2 separate regions of the Dromaius novaehollandiae genome follow, and region 2 is linked to region 1. The links are chromatin contacts, called in public Hi-C maps. All regions are on one chromosome and are shown on one strand. Each heading gives the region's core, a stretch centred on a gene start, on an enhancer-like site or on the middle of the called end of the contact. The rest is flanking DNA. Distances are from core to core; before and after follow the strand shown.

What was found. Hi-C and Micro-C count contacts between places; a contact is called where the count stands out from the background.
Region 2: a Hi-C map of ovary shows a contact between it and region 1, with 2.6 times the contacts expected there. The contact joins the promoter of TPK1 here to the enhancer-like site in region 1. A contact is called at or near these places in 3 of 4 Hi-C or Micro-C datasets (brain, liver and ovary).

What each region holds. Positions count from the first base shown.
Region 1 is chr2:59,458,720-59,464,591 of bDroNov1.hap1, forward strand. All of the region lies in intron 4 of TPK1 (thiamin pyrophosphokinase 1), which reads right to left. Among named protein-coding and RNA genes, the nearest start is that of TPK1, 96 kb to the right of the region's middle. Within about 2 kb of position 1,547, at least 1 of the 2 cell types and tissues checked has open chromatin away from gene starts, as enhancers often do.
Region 2 is chr2:59,552,780-59,558,808 of bDroNov1.hap1, forward strand. It overlaps TPK1 (thiamin pyrophosphokinase 1), which reads right to left and starts at 4,456. Exons shown (of 11, transcript XM_026121431.2): 1 at 4,318-4,456; 2 at 3,985-4,045. The coding sequence starts at 4,027. LOC112996104 (a long non-coding RNA gene) reads left to right here and starts at 4,439. Exons shown (of 4, transcript XR_003262349.2): 1 at 4,439-4,765.

The sequences.
Region 1 (5,872 bases), core at 297-2,796:
GATAGATGTACAACATCTCATTTTGTTGACTAGCTGGGCAAAGATATCCAGCTGTGATTCGAAATTAACCAGTTCTCTGCGCAACTCTAGGCTAAAATCTTGGCTCTTTGCAGAAACAAGAGTGTATTGGGCATAAATGGCAAGATTTGGGTATCAGGGGGTGCCCTGTGTCCAAGGAGGCCATGAACTGCCCTGTGCCAGTTACAGACAGCTGTGAGACAGATGAAAACAAACCACCGGGCACCAACAGTCAGAGAAGCATATGGTGCCTCTTCTCAAACACATTTAAGAAAGGGTGGCAGCTGCAGGCAGCAGGAGGCACAGGAGGGCACATGTGAGGATGCATATGAGGAAACACGAAAGGAGACACAAAAGGAAAGACATGAGGAGACACGTGAGAGGAGATGTGTGAGTAGACACACAGGAGGACACACAAAAGGAGACACCTGCGGAGAAACATGTAGAGGAACATTTTTTGAGGAAGAGGAGGAGACATATGCAAAGGATGATTGTTGGGGACACAGCTGCAGATGTACGCTTGGAAGGAGGAGCTCCATGCCACAGAAGGTATGCTTCTGAGGGGACTGCAGCTGTAGATAAGCCATGTTGGAGCAGTGATACCTCCCAAGGGGACTGCAGCCTCTCTAGGACCTCGTCAGGGAGGGACACCCCAGAAGGGACTGCAGCCTGTGGATAAACCACATTGGAACAGGGACACCTCTGAAGGGATAGTGGCCCGTGGAGGGCCCATGCTGGAGCAGGACACCCCTGAAGGGACTGCAGCCCACGGAGGAACCCACACTGCAGCACAAATAAGAAGCAAGGAGCAGTGGAGGAAAAAAGTAAGAAGCAAGGAGGGGCAAAAAGAGACCACTAGGCCCCAACTCCAACCTCCTGTACCACCCGTCACCTTACCAAACTGATTGTGAGGGACTGAGCATAACACACGGCAGCAACGAGGGAAGTGGAGATTAGGGAGCAGGGAGGAAAGGTGCTGGACTGAAGCTGAGCCTGGGGAAGAGGGAGGAAAGGTATTTCCCTCAGTGTTGGTTTAATTGTCTGTGTCTTGTTTCTCAATACTTGAATCAGCAATTAAAAGTTTATGTTAGTTAGCAATAAATTAAATGAAGGGAAATTCTCCAAGTCCAGAGTGCTTTGCCTGCAACACAAGAGCCAGATCTTGAACTGGAGCCCCTGTAACTTCCAAGTCTTTTAAACAGATTACTACTTAAAAACATATAGAACACAGTGCAGCTAAAGTAGCTGTGATTTTATCTTTAATTATGGACTTGTCAGGAACTGCAGTGGGGAGAATGGGGAAGATTCCTCCTTAGAGAGCAACAGTCTAGTCATCTTGACAGGCAAGTGCTCAAAAGCCAGAGGAAAAATGCTAGGTTTTTTGTTTGCTTGTTTTTCATGTATGTTGCTGTAGACTGATGCCAGCCTCCTGTGACCCATTAACCACAGCGGAGGTGAGAGGCCCAGAGGCCTGTTTCCAGGTTTGCGATTCCCCGGGAGCTCTGGCTGGCCGAAAGGAGGGAGGCGCGCAGCCACACACGAGCGGGCTCCACGGGTAGAGGGCCGCAAGGCTCAGGCAAACCATGCACAGCTGCAACCCTGCAGGCAGCTTAGGCTTGGGGAAAGGGACAATTCCTTCCTATACTCATCTTCTGGGGAAGAAATAAAGCCGAAACTCAGTGAAGAGCGCCTGAGAACCAGGCTCTGGGGAGACATGACACCAGCTTATCTACCTGTATTGTGAAGCAGCTTTAGAAGAGGAAAGAAAATCTTGCAGCCCACATGCAAGCAAAAGGTTGCAAAAGGTTTCACCTCCCATAAAGCGTAACACTGGCTTACTGATTATATTCTAAACAGGCACAAATTTTTTTTAAAAATTGGATTTTGACTGTCTTCACATCTTTGAAAAAGATGACAGAATTGCATGGCCTGTTAAAATTTGATTTTCCTTAGAGTTAAACAGTGGGCTTCCGTATATATAAACAGGAGCATACTGCTTACAATATCCCTTTGATAGACAAATTTATTGGAAATTTGTTTTGCAAACAAATTTAGTAGTAAAATCAGAAACCATTTTCAAATTGAACATTTTTATTTTAAAAGGCATGATTTTTTAAAAAAATGTTGGCGTTAGTTGGGAAATGCAGAGAAATGCAATCGCAATGCAGAAAAAAAGACGACTATAAAGTGTGCAATGAAAAAGAAAGGACCACTGCTCAAAATACTCAACATATTCAGTACATTTGAAATACTTATACTACAAGTATTAAAGGATGTTAAAATTCCACCTTTTTAAAAAAAAAAAATTATTTACTGTGTGGCAACATTAAACCACTTTTTTAGCCAGTTTTGCAATTTTAAAACATTTTCATTCTTCCTTTTTGTCTAGTTGCAATGACTAAAAACAGTTTAAGTTTTAAGCTAACAAAGAGCAAAGCAGCCCTAAAGGCAAAGCTAAATTTTTCTAACAAAATTGCCAGAATAGCAAAAGTATGTCTTGCAAGCAGAAGACAGACACTTAAGTTCCTATAACATGACTCACAGCAGCTTGGCCCATGTCCCATCCTGATTGGAACTCCATAATAAAGTGAGCAGTGCTGTGTTAAATTTTGTTTTCAGGTGAATTAGTTGTGTCAAGTTTCCAAGGTGCCCTATTATTAGAACAGAAAATTTTCAGCTTCAGCTGATGTGAATCTACGTATGCTACTAAGCTATTTAAAATTCTACCATGGAGAGCCACATACGCACCATTTGTTCATAATGCATCCCTTTAGCCCTCAGTTTTGAGGAACCTGTTATCTCACTGAAATTCAAAGAAGTTTTATCAGAGGGGAAAGATTTAAACCAATAGCGAGAAGACAGCTGTAAAGTCCATTTTTCTGCAGCTCTGCAGGGAAAAATACTAAGCTGTGTTTCATTAGAATAAATGAGAAAAGAATTCAGCTGAAAGCATCTATCTGTATCCTACTTTACTCTTCACAATCATGAAGATGAGATTTCCCCGTAAGTAACAGATTTTGCAGATATGCACAAACATTGCGGGGGCACTGCTATCCTCAGAATCTGATACTCAAGACAAATTGTCCATACAGTATAAAAATGTCTCTCCAAGATACCTGCCAAGCCTGAAAACCACATTAATAAAATTCAGAAGGGCAAACAAGAGGCAAGAGGCTGCTGAACCAGAGCTTCTCTGATTTCACAGAATCATCTCGGAATATATATTAAAAAAAAAAAATTCATATCAACTGTATTTGTGAGAGCATATCATCTGTATCAAAAAGCCGCTATGTCCTTGACTATATCAAGATCAAAGTTTCTTCTTTGGTATCATCCATGGTATCTTTTTTTTAAATGAAGTTTTTACCTTATTTTTATTCAGAAGTTATCAGTTATTTCAACTGACCGTTCTGCACACATTCAGTGGTCTCCCCAGGAAGCATATACTCCTTTTGCCCAATAATAATGCAAAGCAAATGCTTCTCTTGCAGAACTGCTAAATTTGGTGTCATAACTAGACTTCATGAATAGCTTCTTGAGCCAGAAGTTGAAAAATGAGATAAATCAATGCTTTAGAGCAAGCATTTTTGAGGTATTACACATTGAGACAAACTTCTCTTTAGTCTTTAAACCATTTTCTAATGACACTATACCTCAGGTTCAGGAGATTTGGGTACGTAAATAAAATAATGTTAAAACAAGGTAAGTTAATATAACATTGAAAGTGATTAGAAAACAAACTACTCCAATTCTGTCTTTCCGACACTGTAAGCACCTGAGAACTTACCCTGGGGACACCTGGCAGGTAGCTAGAGCGGGTAGCAGACCGCTTTGCTTTGCTCTGTTGTGCTTGCTTACAGCTTGTGCCCTGTGCGGAGCACCTTAAGCTTTCAAACCAGGTAGCACAAATTAGAATCCAGGGCCCTATGGAAACTAAACACATGCTGAAGTGCTAATGAAATCTGACCCGGTGTAAACCTACATGTATGTAAGGTTTACTGAACAGGAGGGATTTGCACATATGCCTGAATTTAAGCATAAACTTCAGTGACCTGTGGACTTCTATGAGCATCTAGCAGCCTGGGAGACGAAAGCATGCAGTACCTTATGTCTAAGTAAAAATTCTTGAGGGTTTCAAAGCTTTGTACCATACATTTTTACACTAGTACAACCACATCTTTTAAATAAAACACTACTTGACAGGATCTCAGTTTCTTTAAATACAGAATGTTGGCCTGAGAGACTTCATGTCCTCCTACTATACATACACAGGGGTCAAATCAGTCTAAACCAGGCCCTTTTGACAAAGATTTGCATATGTCACACTATAGTCTCCTGTTTTCTTCAGAACAAATATGGGCTGAATTAGGATTACTTCAATACTTTTTCCTTTTATTCTGGTGTTAAGAAAAATCACATTCTAAAAGAGGAATGAGTTATCACATGGTAATACTTTGTGTATTTTCACTGCAAAGCTAACCAGAAATGTCTGGGAAATGCCACTAGAATCTAGCATTAAACAAAATTTGCAACTTCCTCTGATAAACTAAGCTATAAATGTTGTTATTTGGACAAACTCGCAGGACATGTGACTGGATAAACCAGGAGCTAAACTCATCAATTCCCATGCCCTCCTCACTCAAAGGCAAACGTGTTGAGAGCCTCAAAGTACTCAAGGGCAAACCCGATTGTACTTAGTTTTCATAGGGATGTCTCTATGTCTCCCTTCACACCCTCTAAAATATTCAGCTCACCTTGAATCTCTCTTGCCAAGCTACTCTCAGTGCAGAAGGAAAACACGTACTTAAAGCCCTCTCCTACTAATCACATCCAAATAAATAAAAAGGCATCATTTAATCCTTAGTCTGAACCAAGAATAACAATAATACAGAGAGAGAGGAAGTCTGAGTACACAGGTTTTTTTTCACCTAACTTAAGGGTGACCATTAAACTCCACTTTTCTCTGCCATTTGTGAGTTATGTGGTAATCCAGAACACATGAAAACAAATTGTTTACTCCACCTCCTCCATGCTCTTTGTATTTATGGTGGTTGTAACTTTGCTACCCATAAACAGCAACAGAGAATGCAGTCCAAATGCAGCAAAGCCAGCATTAACTAATAAAGGAAAATCCCATCACAGAAGGAAAAAGTTATCAGCAAATTCAAAAACCATTTGAAATTAACACACAAATCTGCTGCAGAGTAGTTGGCCGGTACATTCAAAATAAATTCCCTCAAGGACTGCTGAACTTAGAAAAGGGAATGAGGGAAGAAGCCAGGAGAAATAAGCAAAGTGGAAGCAGCTCTGTATGCCCATTTATATACATAAATTTTTCTTATTAGCATAGGTATTGGGCAACCCTATTTCCTATGGATTTAAATATATAGCTTTACCATGTTACTTCTTGTGGCTTTTAAATATACAATTTGCACCATGGCTTCCAAGTCATTATACTTAAGGCAAGCATCTGAGACAAAAAAAAAATATATATATATAAAATAATTTTTGAATGAAGCTAGACTAAGCAGAACTCCAGCTAAGTAAAACCCTTTTCAAAAAGCAATGGAATTAATCCACGCAAGTTTAGCACTCACAAATTACTTTCAAAGTGAAAGAAAATTAAAATGATACTTTCATTATGTAGGTCTACCAACATATTGTATTTCATTACTGTCTATGCTGGGACCCTCTAATTTGAATCCAATATCCCTTTCTTTGTCATGATAAGCCTTTAAAATATACTAGAACCTCTAGGGACTGCCTCAAAAAAAAGGGGGGGCGGGGATAAACAAAACCCTACACTTTTTATTTACATATATACATAGAAATCTGTTGTATGCATATTAACATT
Region 2 (6,029 bases), core at 3,206-5,705, 97 kb after region 1:
TCATCCTGTTCTCAGCAGACCGAATCTCACCCGCTAGCTCCCAATGGAGCATAGTTCATGAGCGCATTTTGTCACAGGACTGGTGGGGGGGGAAGAAAAGGGGATGGAGAGGGGAACCAGCACTCAGGAATAGCACATGCTTCCTGTCCATCATAGGAAGCTCAGCTCCCATGAGCCCTCTGTGAGCCACAGAACAGAGCAGAGCAGAAGGGCCAGACGGGTTTCTGCTTTGCAGTCCCTCCTCCTCAACAAGACAAGACACTCCTGGGCCCCTTTGGTCTCGGGTTATAGGCCAAGGAAGATATCCTCCTTCTGCATATCACTCCACTAGATAAAATCAATAATAAGCTGCATTTTAAGGATTGTGCAAGGCAAAAAAATATGAATTATATTTGGAGATGTATAAGAATCCAGGCCATATTATGAAACACAATGTAAAATGTTCCTTGTTATAAAACATGGCTTAGTAAGCAGAGCTGGCATTCCGCACTACTAAAAAATTCCAAGTGGCATTCAGAGGTAACCTTCCTAGAGCATGTTGCAGTGTTTCCACTGTTAAGCAGTCAAAAGCATAGTATATGCAGCTCTTAAAGTTCATGGTATTATTAAAAAAAAAAAAAAATTAGATACACTTGTCTCTCCGTACAAATGCCTGCAGCACAATCTGGGACAAGCAGCAGGTGGTAATGATAGTACAAGAAAAGGATATAAACAGCAGGAGGGAAATGGCTAGTCCATCAAAGGATGCTCCAGAAGAAACACAGCCACTCTTTTAACGACTCACAGACAGTAGTGTGACATCATCTATCATCAGCCTTCTACAACGGCGTCACAGCCTCGCCATGCAAAGCTTCTGCCCAACCCTTTGCACAGCAGCACACAGGGCTTCACTGAGGACTTCTGTGAGCTTCCGCGATTTCCTTTCATGAGGAAATAAAAATGTATTTGTTTCCGCATTCAGTACTCAAATTTAGAGCTCAATCCTGCTTTTAAATTCTAACTCATTATCCATTCTAAACTAGGTTAAGCAAATCAACACAATTCTGAAGTGCACAGCACAGCTTTCTGTCTGTAGCCCAGTGATTTTAAACTGCACTCCAGCTGTTTGACTGAATAACACTCAAAATCTCTGAGGCTCTGACTGTATTAGTTTAGCATGGCAGTTCTCAAATTTCTACTACTCGGGCCTCAATCAGGTACCATATAGGTTGATGCAAAATCTGATATCTAAATAAGAACTCACTCTAACTATACTGATTAAAATTACAGAGGTGCATGTGGCCCTGAAATTCAAAATCAGGCATCTAATATTAGGTTCCTATACCCACAAGTATTTATTCTACTCTTGTAAATGTCAGCATTGTAATTTCTGAACATCCTAAAAAAGAAAAATAAAGTAACTAATAACTGCCACACATAGCTGGTAAGCCTTTCACACTCTCTCTTACAGTTTGCCACTGTCTTTGCACAGGGTTTTAGAAAGTGATCAGAAATATTCTATACAGCATGAACCCCCATGAAGGTCCACAGTAATTCAAAGTCCTTGCAAGAGTTTATTCTGTAACCTCAGATCTAGTCTCTAAAATGTGTCATGTTCTACACTAATTACATTATTTAGATGCTTAAATACATATCCCACTGAAGCTAACAAAAGGAAAAACTACTGGCATGTCTTCAAGAAGAATTCAGGAACCCCATTTTATCTACCCAGCTTTGAAAACCTTAGCTTTGAGTTCTAAAAGTGGGCTATCAGATTTTAAACTGCAAAATTGCCAAGTAAGTCTGTTCAGCCTTGCATACCTTGAGCAGGCTACACTAATCTGAAATGCTGTTAATGATGCATGTAACGATTCAGATGTGGGCTTTAGATGCAGTACCATAGTGCATTTCATATGCACACTATTCTGTATAATCAAGTTGAATCGTATACTTGCACTGGCCATTTGTTTGGAAGCAGCAAACTTCTTGCAACCCAGCTGAAGCCTCTGCTCCGGCAAAGCTGTGGGTCATCTGAAAACCATAGACAAAGATCCCAAGTCTTCTCCAACCAGACACAACTTGAAAGGAGAAAGGGGGTGGGGGGGAGGAGAGAGATATCTCGAGGGAATTGGGGACATATGGTAGCCTTACTATCACACAAATGCCTGTAAAAAGCAACTATCTTAGAATATAGGATACGGAAGAACAGATGATACCTGTTCTTCCCAAGGGATAAATTCTTAGGGTATTTTTTGACTCACTTTATTATGCCCTTTTTTTTTTTTTTTTTTTTTGAAGTAGCTATTTCTCGTTTCACAGAAGATATCACACTGCAGTGAATAAAAATCTCCCCTTTATGCACATTCCTTCCTTCTACCCAAAGCAAAGATGCATCTTAAAAAGCCCCCAAAACACACGAACAAAAACCCTTATACAATGCCAAATATGTATTTCTAGCAGAAAAACCCTGCATACAACTTTACTTTTTTTAAAGTTTTGAATAGACTCTGATTTGAATCAATGAAAAAACTTCTCAAATGTAGAGCAAAGCGCAATTGCTGGGAAAATTTTAAACATGTTCTCAATTAAACTGATAGGTGTAAAAATGTACCTAAATGTTAAAAGTGTACATTTTTGTTGAACTCTACCCTTCCTCGATCTCTTCTTACTAGTAAATAAATAACAACACACACCTGACCACAGCAGCTGTGCTAAAACAGAGCAGAAAAGAGCAATGCAAGTTAGAATTCAGCCACCATGCCAAACTAACTTTTATGTAGCTTTAAAATCACCTTATAGAAAGATACATTTACTACTATAAAGGTATCATACTGAATAGCAAGTTGTGCCCTACTGGATTTGATACTGCACAAACACAGTGAAAAGGTGCCTATTCCAAAGAGTTTACAAGCTACTTACATGAACCTGTGTTTATTACATGTGTTCTATCCTTATATACAGATGGTGGGATTAGTGATACGCATTCATAATCATGCTTACCTCTCAGGTCTCAAAAAAAGTTAACCAAAATAGAACACACAAGAACGTGAAAAACTAAAAAACCAAAAGCTTTGCCTTGCTGAACTGAAGAGGTAAGCCAGATGCACATGGTGGGTTCAAAGAACAGAGGAAAGGCATGGCTCTCAGCGTATTTCAAAGACCCATCAAGAAATAAAAACACCAGTCCACAGATTCCCCAGCCAAAAATTAAACTCTACTGGATAACCCAAGAAATTGCAACAATTTACCTGAACATATCAGTTAAACCTGAATGGGTTAAAAAGGTAGTAAACTGCTATATAAAAGTTTCAGCTTGGGTGTGGCATACTTCTGTGTTGCCGGCTTACAGAAATGGTACTGCTACTTAGCTGATACAAGGAGCCCCTCAAAAACAGAACACCCAGGCAGAAGTTCACCTTGTTTACATTTAAGTGTTTTGAAAACAAGCACAACGGTTTAATTACAAAACTTGAACCTGTTATTGCACATCAATTGGGTCAGGGTGAACAACAACAGAAACACCTCATCCTGCTTCCAATCATGCAGTACCATGATACCTGGCAAAATAAACTTCTACCATGTGTCAAGTATGGGAGGTAGTAAATGCCAAGCCTATACCCATGTATTGTTAAGCCAATGCAACTTCCTTGTGTAAACAGTTCTTGAGGCCTGTTTTTGAAATGGGTAAGTTACAATGGTTTGTCCTAAAAAAAGGCAGGGGGGAGGAATTGGGCAAGCCTAGGCACATCCGTTATCCCAGCTTAGCTTAAACTTTCCCAGGTCGTAAGCCGTGTTGCCTTCCTCAGGCCAGAAGCGTTCCCGCAGCTGGGCTGTGCCCGCTTTCACACCGCCTTTCAGGGGGCGCGTTACCTGCCCGCCGAGGCGAGGCGAGGCGAGGCGAGGCGAGGCAGGGCGCGCCGCACCCCGCTCCCGCAGGCGGCCGTTAGCCGTTTTGGCGGTTGGCGCCGCCGCGCGGGGAGCGCTGCGCGCGCGGAGGTACCGTACCCGCGGGCAGGAGGCAGTCCAGCGGCGTAAATACGCTCTCCATGGCCCCTCACCGCGCTGCCTGGGACACAAAACAGGAGGGGGGGCACAGAGAGAAGGGCTCGTTAGGCAGGTGCGGAGCGGGCTGCGCGCCACCCCCGGGGATCACAGCGGCCCCCTTCCCCCCCACACCTCCCCGGGGCGCAGGCAGGCAAGCAACATCCTCCCGCTGCATCGCCGCTGTGGATTAGGCTGCGGGAAGCCGCGGCAAGAGCGCCCGCCCTCGCGAAGGCGGCGGGGGGACGGGGAGGCGGCCGCGCTGGGGGAAGAGGGGCGATACCGCTGCCGCGGTACCTGCGGGCCGGGGCGGCGCGGTGCGGTGCGGGCAGGAAGAGCGGGCAGCCGGCGGAATCGATCGCCGCTGCGATCCGTTGCTCGGCGGTGGATTCAGCAGCGGGAAGGCGGGTGGGGGGAGGGGCAGTGGCGCTGCCGCGGCGGTTGGTGACGCGTCGCGGCAGCCCTTGGGGCGCTCGGCGCCTCCTGCGCCGGGCTCAGCCCCGAGGAGGGACGCGCTTGGCCGGCGGCGGCTGCTGGCCCTGTGCGCGGCTGTTGCAGCTTGCTGTGTTGCTCCCCCAGGCACTTCGGGGGCTGGGGCAGCGAGGGTTTCCTACCCCTCCTCCCAGCGATTCTTGGCGTTTAAAAAACGTAAAGCCGGTTATGGCTGCCTGTGGGGGAAATAAAGAGGAGCTACAGCGCGAGGAAGCTCGTGGTGTTGTGTTGTTTGTGAAGGGAAAAGAAGTCGGTGAGAAATTCCGTTTTATTAAACGTTTGCTAGTGCATGGAGGAGTTGGGTAAAGCAAAGAACGATCCAAGTAAAGAAACTGAAATTTGTGAGTCACGGCGTCTGTGCTAGAAGCGTTTGGGGCTGAGATCCTGTAATGAACAGTTCAGTCAAAAGGAAAGTCTTAATAGCTTTTACCTGGCTACAGTAAACCATTGAAACTGAAAAAAACTGCAGCTCGAACTGCAGGTGCAATCCTGTGGCTAGACCCCAGCATCTTGTATGCGCAAATCTGTATACTGCTGTCTTCAAAAACCTTTTGCTGCATAAAAAAATCCATCAGTTTGGAGGCTTACAGCCTGCCTTTTTTTATTACTATTTCACATATTAGACTTTCTTCACCCCTAAGCCTCAGCCCCTAAGCCTGAATAGTGAAAATAAGTCAGCATACGGCATATTTGTACTCAAATGTGCTCTCTAGTTTTCATGCCCTAGCAAAACAGTGTGAAGTTACAGTCACAGTTTAAAGCTCCATTAAAATTATTTTGCATTAATATAGTCACAAAACTTGCTATGTAGATAGTTCCCACCTGTTTATGGACTTTTAACTAGAAAATGAATGATCTTCAGACATAAAATACATAACACTTGTTAAATTTAATTTTGTGCTAGGAACACAAAGGTCAAATTTTGAGGCCCCAAAAATATGACTCTAATATGTTTCCACCTTTTAGAAAAGTGTTCAATTTGCTGTTATCTTGATTTCTACAAGGGACAGTTATCTGTAACAAATACCATTTCTTACGCTATCATGATCATCTTGCACCTCCTCTTTTGACTTCTCAGTGTTTTCCTCAGGTTTCAAGCCCTACCTTGGCTGGCAGCCCTGACTTTCTGGTGAAATACCAGGTTTTGCCAATTTAGGGGAATTATACCGAGCCCTGCAGTAGAGGGCAGCAAAGGAGCATGGCACATGGCTCAGGGCTCACAGTGACAGTTGTTATCTTCAAGTTTGCTGGTTTTTCTTTGCTCTTCCAGGAATTACACTCCAGCAACTGAGAGGGTCCTGTGTGGCCATACTCTTGGAGTCCCTTACCATAGCCAAGAGGTTGCCTTCTCTTTTGCGCCCTAGGCTGAGGCACCTCTGAGGTGGGATAAGATGAGAAGGAGCAGGTGCAGTTTTAGAGATGTTTGGAAAAGGACAGCAGGTTAAACAACTAAGACTTGCAGTCAAATGGGAGGAAAGTGGAACCAACATGTCAGCCCTCTAATCAGTCTGTACTGT